Regions from separate parts of the Sus scrofa genome. Here region 1 is linked to region 2. A link is a contact called in public promoter capture Hi-C data. All regions are on one chromosome and are shown on one strand. Each heading gives the region's core, a stretch centred on a gene start, on an enhancer-like site or on the middle of the called end of the contact. The rest is flanking DNA. Distances are from core to core; before and after follow the strand shown.

Region 1 (3,313 bases), core at 491-2,990, 160 kb before region 2:
TTCAGAAAGGTCTTGACTGGTAATAGAATCTTAAAAGGGCCTCCCTTCACTCTGAGGCACTCAATTCCCCACTCTCTCTCTCTCTGCTCCACCACTTTGTTTCAGTCTTCCTATAAACACATCTAAAAAGTAAATCCTTCATTTGTCTTAAAGTCTGAAACCCCTACTAAATGTAAGCCTCATAGAACAAACACTTTTGTCAGCCACGTCACGCTGTATCTCCTGTCCCCTCTTCCCCATTCTCTAGGCGCACAGAATTTAATTATTTTATGTAGGCAAGCTGCTTAACTCTTCTGAACCCGTTTTCCCTATACAGTGGGAACAGTGACAGGACTTCCTCTTAGGATTACCAATAGGATATAAGGTAACAGTACATATATAAGAAGGGCTGACCGCTGTGCCTGGCATGAAATAAACCTTCCGTGAACAGTGGCCACAAACACTGATATTGATGCGGCCAAACTCCACAAGCTCACCCCTCCCAATGCCATGCCTCCTCCCGCTTATGTTTCTCTTTGATACCCAAGGGGGAGGAAAGCGTGAGATGGGATGTACATTGTCCGATATGGCACTCCCCACATCTGGCAGCAAGGCCCTCTCCCCACCGGAAGTGTGTCACCCGCCCAGTCAACCATACCTGGCCGGCGCCGCTTGCGCGCCAGGTGCGGCAGCAAGTCGTGGCGGGCCAGCACGCGCAGGAGTTGCCCCAGCAGCCGCAGGTTGCTCTCGTCGCACTGCCCGCGGCGCTCCAGCTCCAGCAGCAGCTCCAGGCCGCTGCGGGCGCGGGCTAGGCCGCCGGCGGCGCCTGGGACCTCGTCCAGCAGGAAGGCTAGCAGCTCCAGCTCGCACTCAGTCAGTTGCCCGCCCACCACCTCGAACATGCGGTGAAGCGACAGCATCCCGTAGTAGTCCAGGCACTCATCCTCCTCCCAACTCGGGGCCGGGGTCGACCCGGACAGCGCCATACCCGGGGGAGAGGAGGCGGAACCAGCTCGGAACGAGGGCCTAGAACCCACACAGCGGGGTCTGTGGTCAGCTACGCGGGGGCCTGGACCTCACTGCCGCCGGTGCGTCTCTCCTGCTGCGTGCCGCCGGGCAGGGCCACCCTCAAGTCCCAGCCGTGTTAGCCTCCCCCTTTTCCTACAAGAGAATGGTATCGCCCGAGGTCCCCTAGTAACAGGTCGAGACGCCAGACCCCACTAGTCCTCCAACCACTCCGGCTGGCCAAGCCCGAACGCCCCTCCCCGGGTGGTATGTTCCAAACAAGCCTCCGGACCCAAGAGATTCATTCGAAACAAGCCTGGGGACCCAACGCACGGCACCTTTCCGACTGCCCTTTGACTTTGAGTACCAATGTCCGGACATGCCCCTTGACTCTGTCCAGTGGTACAGTCCGATCAGCCCCACAGCTCCACCTAAGTGGTGCCGTCCAAAAGTGACCCTCTGCCCGGACCAAAGCAGTCCTTCGCTCCACACGGGTAGCGCAGTCGGAACCCGAGCCCAGAGCCCCGTAAGGGCGGTACCGCCCTCTCCCCAGCACCCAGGTTGGTCCAGTCTACCGCCACCAGTCGCTCTTAGATCTCTCTAGATCCTCACCGAATTCCGGCGTCTGAAGACTCCTGGGCGATGGCCACAGCCACTTGTTTTGGATCTTTCTGGCACCTTCTCTATTATTACGCCTGCGTCACCTCGCCCCTCCTCCTTCCCCCAACTCGCGCAGGTGCGACCGACACGCCCCCTAGGCGCATGCGCAGTGAGGCTTCCAAGCCCCTCCCCCCGGGACTGCTTCCCCAACTGGAGCGTTTGCACCGCCTCTGCTGCGCCTGCGCAGACCGAGAGCTGTTCAGCGTCTGAGCTGCTTCTGGGACCCCTTTGCAGGATTGCTTCTGCCCGCGGCATAAGCCACGGATTCTTTGTTCCCCCGTGTCACGACCTGTTGAAACTACTAATGTCACGGGCTACAGCTCCCTCCTAATCATGACCTAGGCTCCTACTTTACCACTGCTCCTGATGCCCATGGCGAAGGACCACAATCACGACCGTCCTGACTCCAGAGTAGCACCTAGACCTTTTATGATAGGGACTTGGACTCTCCTCTATTAGACTGCTTCTTACTTCCGTTGACAACCTACATCTCATCTGGGCCACCTCACCATCCCAACCGGAATCTCCCCTCATCCAACAGAAATCCCCCATCTATAAGTTCCTTCCCTGATCAAGACCAGGACTCCCGCATCTCATGTTAGGAACAAATACCTCATTCCTGATTGCAATTGGGTCCTCCATCTCCATTCTGCACCTTCCCATGGCATCCATCACGATTCCATTAGTCAGACACGCCCTCTCCCAGCAACTCAAACTCCCCTCCTATAACCTTTTCCAATCTCTACCCTCCAAGGTCACAGGGATTCCCAATACCTCCTCTCTAACCTGCACCTATGAGTTTTACTCTGGCAAGAGAGGTCTCTATCAAAAGAGCTGGTGACTGGAGTTCCCATCGTGGCTCAGTGGTTAACGAATCCGACTAGGAACCATGAGGTTGCAGGTTCGATCTCTGCCCTTGATGAGTGGGTTAAGGATCCCGCGTTGCCCTGAGCTGTGGTGTTGGTCGCAGACGCAGCTCGGATCCCGCGTTGCTGTAGCTCTGGCGTAGGCCAGCGGCTACAGCTCCGATTCGACTCCTAGCCTTGGAACCTCCATATGCCCCAGGAGTGACCCAAGAAGTGGCAAAAAAGACCAAAAAAAAAAAAAAAAAAGTTGGTGACTGAGCGCACATGGCACGCCCTGCCTCCCCCACTTATGTGACTCAAAGTTAGGGCTGGCACGCCTTGAAACAGATCTCCTTCCCCAACTGGTTCCCCACCCCCGGAATTATCACCCCCTTGAGAGGTGGGAGGGCTGGGTTCTACCTGGCATAAGCTCAGCACTAGCTCTGCTTGGGCTGCAGCAGTGACCTCTAAAGAGTCCCTTCCTCTCTCTCCAGTGGCAGCTGTCATCTACTGAAACTCAGCCTTGGGCTGGACACACAGTTGGCCCCTAGTAACTGAATATCATTGAATCAACTGACAAGAGAGAGGAAAGGGAAAGCAATTTTACAAACTAGGAAGGACCATGTCCACGTTAGGTGGTTACAGTGAGCATTCACAGTGTAGGAGGCCCTATGCTGAGTGCTTTTACCTGTTTGATTTCATCCAGTCCCTTCACCCGTCTTTGAGGTGAATATGATTCAAGACCATTTTAGGAGTTCCCGTCGTGGCGCAGTGGTTAACGAATCCGACCAGGAACCATGAGGTTGCGGGTTCGGTCCCTGCCC
Region 2 (2,853 bases), core at 179-2,678:
TCATTGTGCGCAGGTCCATGCTGTGCGTGAGCCGTGAGGCTGCGGGCAGGTCAGGAGGCACATTAAGGCAGGGCTGGGTGACCCCTTGCTCAGCTGGGCCCTGGGTTCCAGGAGTCCAGGCTCTATCCCCTCCTCCCACAGGCCCATGCGTCAGACCCCAGCCTCCTCCATCAGACCCAAGGGTGGAATTTAGGGCTTCAGCCCCTCTTCCCTTGGGAATCATGGGTCCAGGTACCCAGGCCCTCTCTTCCTCAAGAGTTGAGTTTGATCCCTCAGCCCTCTCCTTCCTCAGACCCAAGAGTCCAGGCCCCAGGAGTTTCCATTCTCTTATTTGGGAAACTTAATGGTTCTGTAGCTCCAGCATCTGTTCTACAGCACAGGAGTCTGTGTAGCCCTCTTTCATCCTTCCAGGGACCCAAGTTCAGGTATCTGTCTCCATTTACTCCCCTGGGGCCCAGGACTCCTTCTACGTTCTGAGCAATCTGGACCCAAAGTTAGTCCCTTCTCTTAGGACCAGGAGTTGCCCACAGGCCCTTGCCCTCTGCAATATTTGGGAGAGTCTGGCCCTCAACCCACCCATTCCCATCCACCTGCTGGTGTCCCAGGACCCTGGTCCCAACCCAATTCTCTTCCTGAACCCAGGAGTTCATAATTCCAGTCTTACCTATGACTGATATGTCCAGTCTGGCTGTGGAATCCTTTCCAAACCCCTCCCTGTTCCTTTGGGGTCCCCAAATCTTGGTCCCACTCCTTCCCCCAGCTGAGCCCCTGGCCTTCAGGCCTGTCCACCTGGCTTAGCTTGCATGGGCCAGCTCTGCTCCCTGCCTGGAACAGTATTCCTCCTGCTGTTAGCCCGGAACTCATTCCCTCCAGACCCTGTGCTTAGTGTATTCTGTGTGTTTGCTGTTTGGTCCTCACTGACCTTCCGAGACCCAGACCATCTCAGTTCAGGTTTCGACCATTGTTAGGAGCATCCCCATCTCCCAAGAGAGGGAACTGAGGCTCAGGGGTGTTAAGGATGGAGTTGAAGGCCGCGTTCAAACTGGGAGAGCAGGAGCTCTCCTGTCCCAGGGCTCTGAAGGCTGGGCCTCAAAAACTTGCCCTGGACCAGGCCTGAAACCCCCCAGCCCCCCACGCTCCAGGGTCCCCAGTGAGCTCTTCGGGATCTCTGCCCTGTCACCTGGATCCCAGACAAGCTGTTCCTGTTCCCCTGGGTGACAGATGCTACCTTCTACTTCAGAACCTCTTCCCTCCTGAAACCCATCCAGCACCTTGCCTGGCTCCCCTGATCCTTCAGTAAAAGGCGTTTGGTTCTTCTCCCTTCCAAGCCCTTGGGTTTGGCAGTGGCCATTCCTGTCTGTCAGCTGGCTGTGAACTCACCCCTGCCGGGCCTCTTCAGAGCTCCCCAGGGCTGGGACTGCCGACTATGGCTAGTGCCAGTTGCAGCCTGGGGTGATAATCCCGGGGAGGGGCCAGCCTGCCCAGGGTGTGGCCACTTGCTCCACCTACTCATCCAGAAAGGACAGGGGCAGCCTCCGTGATGTAAACAGAGCCTGGAGCGGAACTCACTGCCCCCTCCGCCCGCTCCTGGTCACTGTCCCAACCTCTTCTGCCTTAGAACCCTGGAGTTTTGGCCTCCCTTGGTTCCAGGAGTCCAGACTCCTAGTCCCGTCAACAGTTAGAAACTGAAGCATCCAGGTCCCCTTTCCCCTCCTCCCTTGTACCCAGAAGTCTCACTCTAGACCTGAACAAAGTGAACAAAGTGTGCCCTCTTGCCCAGCCTGGCTGTCCTCTTCCTCAGGGTAGATTCAGGGAGCGAGAGCCATGGTCTCAGCTCTGCCAGGCTGTGGCACAGCCAGCCCCAGCTGGTGGGGAGAGAGAGGGGAGCCAGCCTGTTCGGAGGACAAAAGCCAATGAAGGGCAGTGCCAAGCTCAGTGAGGGGCCTGAGCACAGGTCCTACTGTGTGGTGTTCCCGCACCAGGCACCCTGTACCTGCCACTCACCCTCAGAGCCCAGCGTGCTGTGACTGTCGTCCCCACCTCACATATGGGAAACTAAAGCTCAGAGACCCTTTTCCTTCACTATCCTATGGGCTCCTTGCCTGGCCAGCTCTTTCCCACCCTTCAGGCCTCAGCCTGTCACCTCCTCCAGGAGGCACTCCCTAAGCCCTCCTGCCCATCGAACATGCACCCCCCCGCTTCCTGCCATCATATTTAAGTTGTTGTTCTTCCTAGAATTTGATACATTTTCAATTTTCCATTTATTTGTTTACATGCTAGTTTGTCTCCCCCAGGAGCTGAACCTGGGAAGCTTTTACAAGTGGAGGTGGGGCTCTTTAGGAAAAACAACAGAGGGAGTTCCCATTGTGGCTCAGTGGAAACGAATCTGTCTCGTATCCATGAGGACGCAGGTTCGATTCCTGGTCTTGCTTGGTGGGTTAAGGATCTGATGTTGCCGTGAGCTGGTGTAGGCTGCAGATGCGGCTCAGGTCCTGCGCTGCTGTGGCTGTGGCATAGGCTACAGCTCCGATTTGACCCCTAGCCTGGGAATCTCCGTATGCTGTGGATGTGGCCCCCAAATAAGTAAGTAAATATATAAACAAGCAATAGAAAGAGAAAGAATAGGAAATCACGAGTACAAAATCAGGTACAGGGCCTTGGAAGGGACCTGTGTATATGAGAGGCCCTGAGGCCTCAGTATCATTTGCTTGACTGTAGAGGACTCCTCCTCTGTCCCTCTGCCTCGAATGTCATCCCCACTGGGGTGTGGGTGGCTCCAGGGTCCATCATGGGACCTAGTACATAACCCAGCAAATACTTGAAGGAAGGAAAGTGAAGAGTCAGAGTGAGGGC

Evidence for each region. Promoter capture Hi-C pulls out the DNA fragments that hold promoters and counts their contacts.
Region 1: a promoter capture Hi-C map of fetal liver shows a contact between it and region 2, with 2.3 times the contacts expected there. The contact joins the promoter of DEDD2 here to the promoter of LIPE in region 2. A contact is called at or near these places in 1 of 5 promoter capture datasets (fetal liver) and 1 of 47 Hi-C or Micro-C datasets (epiblast stem cells).

What each region holds. Positions count from the first base shown.
Region 1 is chr6:49,709,375-49,712,687 of Sscrofa11.1, reverse strand. DEDD2 (DNA-binding death effector domain-containing protein 2) reads right to left here and starts at 1,740. Exons shown (of 6, transcript XM_013988629.2): 1 at 1,597-1,740; 2 at 638-1,140. The coding sequence starts at 965.
Region 2 is chr6:49,547,963-49,550,815 of Sscrofa11.1, reverse strand. It overlaps LIPE (lipase E, hormone sensitive type), which reads right to left and starts at 1,428. Exons shown (of 10, transcript NM_214315.2): 1 at 1,381-1,428; 2 at 1-39. The coding sequence starts at 19. All of the region lies in intron 1 of ATP5SL (ATP synthase subunit s-like protein), which reads left to right.